Regions from separate parts of the Mus musculus genome. Here region 2 is linked to region 1. Evidence: chromatin contacts called from public promoter capture Hi-C data. All regions are on one chromosome and are shown on one strand. Each heading gives the region's core, a stretch centred on a gene start, on an enhancer-like site or on the middle of the called end of the contact. The rest is flanking DNA. Distances are from core to core; before and after follow the strand shown. Region 1 has its middle 18 kb from the start of Dclk1. Region 2 overlaps Dclk1 (doublecortin-like kinase 1).

What was found. Promoter capture Hi-C pulls out the DNA fragments that hold promoters and counts their contacts.
Region 2: a promoter capture Hi-C map of hippocampal neurons shows a contact between it and region 1, with 4 times the contacts expected there. The contact joins two enhancer-like sites. A contact is called at or near these places in 1 of 39 promoter capture datasets (hippocampal neurons), 3 of 15 datasets of contacts at CTCF or cohesin (the NIH/3T3 cell line and embryonic stem cells), 78 of 484 Hi-C or Micro-C datasets (the BV-2 cell line, the G1E-ER4 cell line, the HL-1 cell line and 25 more), 9 of 115 datasets of contacts at active chromatin or transcription factors (differentiating embryonic stem cells, embryonic basal ganglia, embryonic forebrain and 3 more) and 2 of 9 other capture datasets (embryonic stem cells and pancreatic islet).

The regions. Positions count from the first base shown.
Region 1 is chr3:55,221,998-55,227,023 of GRCm38.p6, forward strand. No RefSeq gene overlaps it. Among named protein-coding and RNA genes, the nearest start is that of Dclk1, 18 kb to the right of the region's middle. Within about 2 kb of position 2,059, at least 4 of the 459 cell types and tissues checked have an H3K27ac peak or open chromatin away from gene starts, as enhancers often do. A contact at or near this core is called in hippocampal neurons, where this site is marked.
Region 2 is chr3:55,352,342-55,357,367 of GRCm38.p6, forward strand. All of the region lies in intron 3 of Dclk1 (doublecortin-like kinase 1), which reads left to right. Among named protein-coding and RNA genes, the nearest start is that of Gm9831, 48 kb to the right of the region's middle. Within about 2 kb of position 1,925, at least 98 of the 459 cell types and tissues checked have an H3K27ac peak or open chromatin away from gene starts, as enhancers often do. A contact at or near this core is called in hippocampal neurons, where this site is marked.

The sequences.
Region 1 (5,026 bases), core at 809-3,308:
ACAGGAGCCACTGGGGCCTAAGCACTTGTTCTTTCTCCTTTTCCTGAGTGAACAGAGGTTTTCACAGAGGCGTGTCAGGCTGTTTTGACACCTAGTTGCTACTTTGAGGGCAGACTGGGTTGGAGGATAAGATTGAAGATGAAGGCCCAGAGGATGGGGACTGTTGTGGTAAATCAATGGTAGGATTGCACTTTCCAGCTTTAAAAAGTAAAGTTTTAGGTCAGTCCCTCAGGGGAGCTGAGTCAGAGCCACAATAAAGCAATCTCAGGCATGGACCTGTGATAATTAGGTCAGCTGTCAGGATTTAGCCCAGAAAATAATTAACACCTCCACAACAAAAATAGCTCTGGGAAACAACTGTAATTCTTAAAATGAGAATAAACAGAAGCTTCCATATTCTGAGTCTTTGGATGTTAGAATCAATACTTTTTCAAACACAGAAAGCTCACTCAAGGCCTGAAGACCAGAATAACTTCAGTTATAATGGCAAGGACAGGTTGGTGATGACTATAGGCTGATTGATCAGCCATGGGAAAAGTGTGAACCCCTTAGAGATGGTAATTAGGAATGCAGAGGCACAACCTGGCCAGGGCGGTTTGCATGGCTGTTGACAGCCACCTTTTATTTGTTTGAAATTTCATGTGCATGAGTGTTTTGCCCCTCTGTGTTTGTGCACCATATGTGTGCACTGCCCACAATGGCCACAAGAGGGTGGCAGAGCCCACTTAAACTGTAATTACAGACAATTGTGAGACACCATGCAGGGCTCAAACCCAGGTTCTCTAGAAACCCTTGAGCCATCTCTCAGCCCCACAGCTCTGCATTCTTAACACTGGAAACATCACAAAGTTTTTTTTTTTTTTTTTTTTTGGCCGGGGTGGGGGGGTGGGGGGGAGGAGGATTGGTGACAAGCGCCGTTACATGACTCACACAAAGCCAAGTCTAGTTTTTATTTAGGACTGCATATTTTTCTTGGTGTTGAGAATTCCAAGCTTTTGAAATGTCCATTTAGTATTCTTATTTAGCATTTAGCTTAGATATTGGTCTGTATATTTGAGTCTATGTTGTTTTCAAAGGACTCAGGAAAACTGGGCCTGTAAGTTGATCTACGTGGAATCTAAAACTTTGGCAATAATAGCACACCTTGCTTTGTCCAATTCCGTAACTTGCCCAGGGCAGTGGGACCAGTGGGTGTTTTCGTAGAGACAGCTAGCCACCTCTTAGCATGACAACATCCAAAGACTGATCTCAGGGCCAATGAGATGGCTCAGCAGGTAGAAACATTCCCTGCCAAACCTGGTAGCTTGTGTTCAGCCTCCAGGATCCATTTGTTGGAGGGAGAAAGCCAATGCCTATGAGCTGTCGCCTGACATCCACGCACACCACGGCATTCTGCCGGGATCACACTCGATAAATAAATCTAATGTTTAGCTGATCCCCGTGGGAGTACTTCTCCTGGGTGACGGGATATAGAAAGTGTCCAGTTGCCTGAGATGGGACATCCAACAGGCCACAAAACCCAATGCTACTCAAGTCAAGCTGGGTGAACTAATGAATTTCATCAGCTCACTTAGAGGATTTTGGATGCCTCTGACAGAAAAGCCCTACCCCAGAATGGTAGATGACGCAGGAAAGCCAAATCGCTGGGGCCTCAAACCATAACCAACTTTGTACCTCCCCACAAAAGCACATTAGGCTGGGGGTTGAGAAGGAGTGGTGGCTGGAACCTCGGATGGGAGTCTGATGACTCCCCGAGTCCAGGGCAAGGCAATAGCCATGATCTCATGAATGTCTCCTTCATGTTGCTCTGACTGAAGTCATGTCATGGTCAGAGGACAGAGGCCCACTACAGTCTCAGAAATGATCTTGCTTATTTACTAACCACAGACCCATGGCTACTGCCTTCACCGGAGCACCCTGACCCACACTTTTGCATTAGCTTGTACACCCTCTAAAGAAGTGCTCTCCATTGGAGCAAGCATTTTCAAGGGGGTTATTTATACTCACAAAAACAGATTTTTGTCTCCACTGTGGTCCCGACAAGGTAACCCAAGCCCTGCACATGGCTGTTGCTATGTCAACCATTCAGACGAGCTGTTTGCTTTATACCAACCTTCTGTAGAGAATTCCTTTGCCTTCTCTTCTGACTAAAGCAATAAAATCATTTAAATGAGAATTTTAACCAGGGTTCTACCAGAAGCCAATGGTCAAGAACTTTGGAACCCTACAAACCTAAGCTGGAGTCCAACCTATATAATTTACTACTGGGTGGTCAGACAGGGTCACTTAGACCCCTATGCTTCCACATCCGGATCAGTTAAAACAGAATTAGTAGGGCATTCTTGGCAGGGCTGTGGGCAGATTAGAGAATGGGCCAAGTGTGCAGAAACACCGATGTGTCGGTTTCTGTTGTTATTGGTGTGGCTGATGTTGTCATTGTTGATTCTATCTGAAGCCAGTGGGAGCAAGGTTTGCACCAATGGCTTCCTCCCAGAACTGGTGAAGCAGCTGCTGGGCCACTTCCTGAGGGTTCCAGGCAGAAATCAAAACCTTTGATGATAACTATTGATTCTGGGTTTAGGAGGAGGGGGAGGAGGAGGAAGAGAGGGAGAAGGAGGTGAAAGAAGGGAGGAGGATGAGGTGAGATAGAGGGAGGGGAGGAAGGGGAGGAGGGAGGATAGAGAGGGGAGGAGGGGAGGCAAAACAGGAAAGGATGATGGGAGGAAAGTATTGACAGGTCTGAAAACCAGCAACCCCTGTGGGTAATGATAGAACTAAACCGACCATTGTCCTTCACAGGATGCTGGCCTCAGTCTCTTTTCTGTGGGTTTACACAACTGAGTGTCTCATTTGCCTGGGGAGTTTTAGAGCTGTGGAGAACAAGAGTCTTTGAAACCCACAGCACTGGAGCCTTGAGCCCAGAAGAGTGCTCTCCCTGTGAATGCTCTGGGCCTCTCCCTTTGGCCTGACTGATCCTCCTATGGGTACAGAGATTTCTTGCCTGAAGGGGCTTTGAAGTCTGCTATCTTGTTAACAGTTCAGAATCTGCTTGGAAAACAGGAATTGTTGCTCAAGTAAAAATAAAAGGTGACTCTTGGTATGATGTCTTATGCACAAGATTAAAAAAAAAAGACCCCATTGAAAATACTGTTCAATCAAACATTTTCTGTCCACAGGAATGTGAGCAGGATGCAGAAGGTCCATATTCAGTTAAAGGACATGGTGGCCATGGACTTAGGGCTAATTAACATACTGTGTGGGAAGACACTGGCTGGCTTAGAGGCCTTAGAGATAGAGATAAAAGCTGACCCTTTTGCTGTCTGTTCTGCCTTTGCCTTCCATTCCACTCACCAAAAGCAAGTCCATTGTTTGTAAGCCAGGAGGCTTTGGTTCATCCTTGGCTCTTTTTACTCTCCTTGTGATTGCCTGGCAGTCCCATCTTTTACTTTTAAGCACTGGATTGCTAAACATGGCAACTTCCTATCCACTCTGCTGTGACCAATGTGATCTAAGCCACAGTCAATGTAGCTGCTCTCACCCAGTCCCCCTGTTACTAAAAGTTTGTGCTTTTGTTCCTGTACCAGCCAGCATGGTCTTTTGATATTTAAATCTGATTATCTATTTATTTAATTACTAGTCTGGCCTCAAAGTCACTGTTTGGGCATGACCTTGAACTTGGGAGTCTCTTGCTTCTAACTCCCAAGTAAGGAGATGACAGGCATGCCCTACCACTCTCAATTCTTGGGATACTGGAGATAGAACCCAAAGCCTCATGCAAGCGATGCAAGCAAGTATTCTGCTAACTGAGCGATACCCCCAGCCTCCAAATACCCCATTCATCCTGTGGCAGTGGGGTCTCAACCCATTACCCATTCTCGGAAAAACAAAGTCCTGGTCACAAGTTAGGAGACCTTTTACAATCCCGATCCTCCCAGGATCACTGTTTCTGACAGCTTTCTTCCTCCTGTGCTGTGTGCTTCAGCTCCTGGACTTGGCCTACCCGGAGCCATTGTGCTTACAGTTCTCTCTCCGTGAGCCACTTACTTGGAGACATTGTATGGCTAACATTCTATTCAGGCCCTTGCTTAGAGGACTCACTGTGGTAGAAACCTCCCCTTTTGTATGGGTGTCTTCATTTCTGCAGCCAACTCCCACAAGCAAGTTGCAAGGTCAAGTATGTTTCATTTCTAGAAGGGTCTAAAGGCTCAAATGGACAGCTTATGTCTCAGAGACATAGTGAGGTAAATTTTCTTTGTCTGTTCTTCCTTATCTTCAACACATGGTTGCTTTTCCGTTTTAAAGCATTTCTTATTTTAAAGAGCTGGTCACGTGAGGACTGTAGGAATTCAATCCAAGCACAAGCGTTAGTCTTTGTAACCATTGTTTTTCACGCTAGTACTGTTTGGCTGGTTGTGTTTTGTCTGCTCTTAGATCAGGGATTCTCAATTACAGAAAACTGCTCAGGGAAGCACAAAATCAAGCCACTTGTATCGAAGATGTAGCACACTGCAGACTAGTCCTATTGGCCAGGGGTGCAACATCCGTGGTTTCCCAAGCTTCCTCAGAACATAAGTAGGGCTGATGTCAGAGAGAATCTGGGAAGCCATGTCTTACTTTGAGCATTCTACCCACAAAGCTATTTCTTTGTGAGGCCGGGTGTTTTACATTCCCTAATCCAGTCGTGTAATTCCTACGTGGAAATATTCATCCCCTTATTATGCGGCTTCAGACCTTGTGGGTCTCACGTGGCCTGAGCAGCTGTTGTGGGTCTAACCCGGCTCTGAGAAGACTGACAGAGTCCTTAAGAGACTTGGCTGGGCAGGGTTACAGTAAGGAAGCAAGGGTAGGGATTGGGGGGTTGGGGAGGGTGGGGGGATTGCTATTCGGGAACCAGGAGAATGCAGCGGCGCTTGCGGGCAATGAGCACCCAAGAGCTTCCAGACTGCGCCCTGCGCATCCTACAAGTCTACAGGCCCCTCTGGGTCTGCCCACAAATGCACCTGTCGCCAGCCACTCCCTCCTGACC
Region 2 (5,026 bases), core at 675-3,174, 130 kb after region 1:
AAAGAAAAAGGATTTGGAAAGCAGAGGTGGTTGGACTTCCTAATTTTCTGGAATTCTAGGGTAATACTGTGCCACCCCCTCGTCCTCCTCAGCGTTGCGGCTGGAGGAGAGACAGAGTGTCTCCCATCCACCTCGAGATGCCGAGGTCTTAGGTCATGTGAGGCTGTTGATTATCCCCCAGGCTCTGTTCAGCTCGGACCCAGGATGAAGACCACCCAGAGCCGGCTCACAACCATGCCGTCTGGTCTGAGGGGATGACTAAACGGTGGCCCAGTTTCGGCTGCCAACGTCTTTCAGAGGCCATGAGAGGACGCCAGCCCGGTTCGGTCTATGCTGTTCTTTGTCAGACTCTTTGATGACTAAAGATGTTTCTGAGCTAAAAGTCAGGCACCTCTCCAAGGGCCATGGACAAAGGGAACCTCCCAAGATGGTTCTGTAGTCACTAGTTACGAACGGTGTTGGCTCCCTGGTTCCGGCCTGGCACTAGTGACACCCAGTCATCGCACATGGAGTTTTCTCACGGAGTAGCTTGTCCTAATGGTGGTGATTGGTGACATTTTATAAACTCAAGGCCCAAGGATGTTGGATAGTAGAGGAGATCGAGTAAGCCAGATGGCTGGAGCCAATGCTGTCGTTTACAGCCCCTAGTTTCCTCTTGAGTGCAAATCCTTCATCTGAACTCTGCTTGTAAAGAACTGTGAAATGCCCAGGAGATGCAGCCTATGTTTGGCTGTTCTTGGTCCATGCAGAGCTCTAGTTTCCGGATATCTGACTCTGTCTTCTGGCATCCATGAGCACTGCAGACATACGGTACACTTAGATCCGTACAGGCAAGCAAGCCTATGAGTAAAATAAAAATAAATATTTACCAATAAAAGATACACAGACACTTTCTTGAGGCAGTGAACTGCATTACACTCTAACAGTGGGTGCACGCCCTACGCTTATGCAGAGCCACAGAATATGCAGTGCTGAAAGAGAACCTGGTGGAAGCCATGGATCACGTGACAGCATGTGGTAATGACGCGTCTGTGTGGATTCTTCATGTGTAGCAAACACACTGCTCTGCTGGAAGTGTCGCTAGGAGGCGAGGCTGTGTATGTGTAGCGAGGTTGGAACTGCAACTTCTGCTCAAGGTTGCTGCAAACGAAAGCTGTCCCAAACAATGAAAGCTTACCAACAAGAAGATAGTAATAAGATAAAAAAAAAATGAAATTTCATCACAGGTTACAAATGAATGAATCGTGAGGATATTATAGGAGGACAAGACCAATACTGTATGATCGGTTATGAGATGCCTGAAGCAGTCAAAGTCACAGAGAGAGAAGGTGGCCTGTGTCTGCTAAGGTCAGAGGAGGGAAAGAATGAGGAGGAAGTTGAAAGCTAGTTTCAGTTTCAAAAGATGAAGAAGTGTTCAAGAGATACAGTGGTGGTAGTTGTATAAATACGTAAGTAATAAAAATATTCATGATGGTAGCTTTTATGTGCTGAGTCTTTTACCACACTATAAAAATAAACGGTTTTTCCAGCAGACCCCAGACTAGGAGATTCTATTATGTCTCTGATGGCAGACTTTACGTTGGAACATTCTTTACTTGAGGTTAAAGAGGGGCCAGTGTGCTGGGATCCAGCAGGCCTGACGCCACTGCTGTGCAGAGAATCCTTCATATTTACTGCGAGAGGGACCCAGCGGCCTGCATGCGGTCCCCTCTGCAGAGACAAAGATCACTTTGAGCACTTACCGCGTGGTAACACACTGAAAAGGCTTGCTACGCTCCAGCTTCCCAGACTTGAATGAGGTAAATGACCAGGGCTGGCCTGCGGCCACCGGGGTTTGTTCCCCATGAATCAACACCACTTGACATGGAGCCGACTCAGCATCTTTTTCAAAGAAAGAAGTATCCTTTTGGGCTGACATTGCAGTGAGTCAGTCCTTTGGCACTGGAGTTGGAAGCAGGGCGAGACAGGGCCTCAGATGAGCAGCACAGATCTGAGGACCATGCCTTATAGATGCTCTTTGCCTCTCAACCTTTCTGTGTGTTTGCTTTCTGTCTGTCCTGACCCTGACCCCCTGAACGGGATGGGCTGGCTGAGGTCTCTGTGTCAGGGCTCTGTCATCCATCACTTTATGGTTGTTAGGGAAGGCATTTGGCATCACTTTGCAGCCATTGGCCCCTGCCTCCGCCATGGTCTGACATTTTGAACACCCATTTGCCAGGCTTCATTGTTAAGCAGAGCCCTGCGAAAGATTGGGGACAGGTTGGCTAATGATTAAACTCTGGAGGGCTCATGTTCCTTGTCTTTAAAACAACACATATGGATTTCACTTAAGAAGAGAGCTTTTCTGAGGACCCGAGAACCAGAGGAGGCATGGGTGGGGCTTCAAAGTCTCTGGACTCTGCACATGGGGAGTTCTTACTCTGGTTAGATTTTAAATTGTCAAGATTTAAGCTTATTTTATAACGCTTTAGAATACCCACATGATTCTGCTAACAAGTGTCATTTCGCAGTATTTCTTTATGAAGTGGAGCTTATAAAAGGTGGTGTGTGTGTGTGTGTGTGTGTGTGTGTGTGTGTGTAGAATTCAGCATAATTGCTGCAAGTCTAGCTTGACTTTTCTGGAGTTCTTCTGCCACTCTGTGGACAATTGTGGTATTACATGTTGTTTCTTCAAGCATCTACATTTTCTATTTTGTTATTAAAGTGGGAAAGCATTCTACTATGTAGCTTTCCCCCTTAGTTATAATCTAATATTAAGGATTAATAATGAAAACCAGCGCATAATAAAATCATCACACATTGTTTTAGCTAGGGTTTCCATTGCTATGAACATTTAATTGGGGCTGGCTTACAGGTTCACAGGTTCAGTCCATTATCATCAAGGTGGGAGCATGGCAGCGTCTAGGCAGGCATGGTGCAGGAGGAGCTGAGACTTCTACATCTTGTTCCGAAGGGAACTAGGAGAGACTCAAACAGCTAGGAGAAGGGACTCAAAGCCCACCCCCACAGTGACACACTTTTTTCCAACAAGGCCACACCTCCTAATAGTGCCACTCACTCCCTGGGACAAGCATATTCAAACCACGACACACATGGGCTTACTTGTTATATGGAAAAGGACAACATAAATCATGGAAATTCACTGACAGGTTCGAAATTGATGCCAATTTATGATAATTGTAGTAACGAGCCATTAAGGCCTCCTTTGAGGGACAAATGGCCATCCTGGTTCCTGTAATCTACACATCTGAACATGGTTTTGTGCTTGGGGTGTCAGTTGACAGCTCCTGATGGAGAACAGGGCCATCCTCTCACCAAGCACGGCTACGGGACTGCCTCTTCCCACCTTGAATCCACTTGTGGGAAAAAATTAAATGTCCTTCTGCCACTGGTACACCTCTGGGGTGATATCTGAAGTTGGATCTCTTCCTTGAGAATGGCAGTGTATTCCTGTACTTATTTATTGTACCCCTAGTCTCTGTGATTCAAGCTGATACCACTGATCCGGAATATTCCAGCCCTAGTCATTCCTTGTCCTCAGTCTCCTTGAACAGTCCTAGTAAGGACACCCAGTGGGGTCAGACCAGTCAGAGCTTATGTTGTCAGAACTGATCAGAGGAGTCTGAGGACAAAAGGCGGTTGAGTCTACCTTGTTTGGGGCAAGCACCAGGTGGTTGGCACGCCTGTCCCTCTTACCACTCCCAGTAAAGAGGCTCAGATATGAAGGCTGTGAACCGATCATGGTGTCGGCTGCTCTCTGAGGAGCGTCACACACACACACACAGGATTTGTGATGTTCATGGCTCTGTGCTTGGTTTCTGAAGGTCTACTGAGGAATGGCTGACACAACTTGAGTGCATGCATATCCAAACTACAGCATGCTATTTTGGCCATTTTATAAGATCTGGTGAGGGCCGTTGAATATTTCCGGTTTATTTCCCTAAATCCGGAGTCCATGAGGCTTAAACCTCCAGGTCACTTCTGAGGCTTTGCCTCTTAGCGCACAGGGTCTCTACTGATGAGCATCTCAGCCCTGCCCACCTGAGTCGCCTGCAAGTGTTACTATTGCTGTGCCCAGCAGTGGCTCGCTTCCAACCTCAGAGCAGTTGAAGGCATGGGAGGGTCTTTCTCATGGTCGATGCACTGTTACTTCAGGAGACGCCAGCGATCTTCTGTGCCTCCAGTCTCCATATTTGTGAGAAGGGCTGAGTGTCTGCTGCTTACCACCCACGCTTCCCATCTCCGATACCACTTCCGATCTAGTGTCTATTAATTCTTCATTTGTACACAGATGAGTAAACTTTGTTGAACACCATCTATCTGTGTCTGGTTCCCTCTCTCTTCCCCTCCTCATACATGAATGCTCACACAGCTGAGCACTTAGTAGGCCATCAGTATCACATGTCAGGTTGGTTGATTTGGCTAATTGAGAACCTACAAGAGGAAAGAATTTGCCAGAAGTGGTTTGGAGACTAGATGAGATGAGGAGAGGGCGGTCAGAAGGAGAATAGGGCCGGGCTGTGGCGAGAGGTGTCATTAGACATGTACCGGTGAGAATCAGTTTGAGGTGTGCCTATGGGAGCCACGGGGACAGCAATGGATGGAAACGCTGTGGAGTGGAAAGAGGTGGATCTCAGAGTCAGGGGTCACTGCTCATAGCAGAGGATTTTAAGTCTGCAGTTGGAAAAGGAGACGCCCCGGGGCAGGTGGGAAGAGCTTAATCAGGCAGAAGTCAGCTTTTCTGTGAAGGACTCTCACTAGTGGGCAGCATGGGAGTTTGCCGCATGCTTCTTATCATTGCGCCAAGTGGACCCCAGAACCAGGAATGAAATTTCCCCAGGGTGCTCTTGGCAGCCTTTGGGTCCCAGGCATTGCCTCCAGTCTGGCTCCTCGGTCAGATACCTTCTCATCCTCCAGGAACTGCCCTGAGCATCAGATGGACACGTTTTCTTTTAATCCTCCTTTCTCCGTTCCATTGAGCACAGCCATCCTTTTGTGCCCTGATGGGAGTCATAAGAAGGGCTCT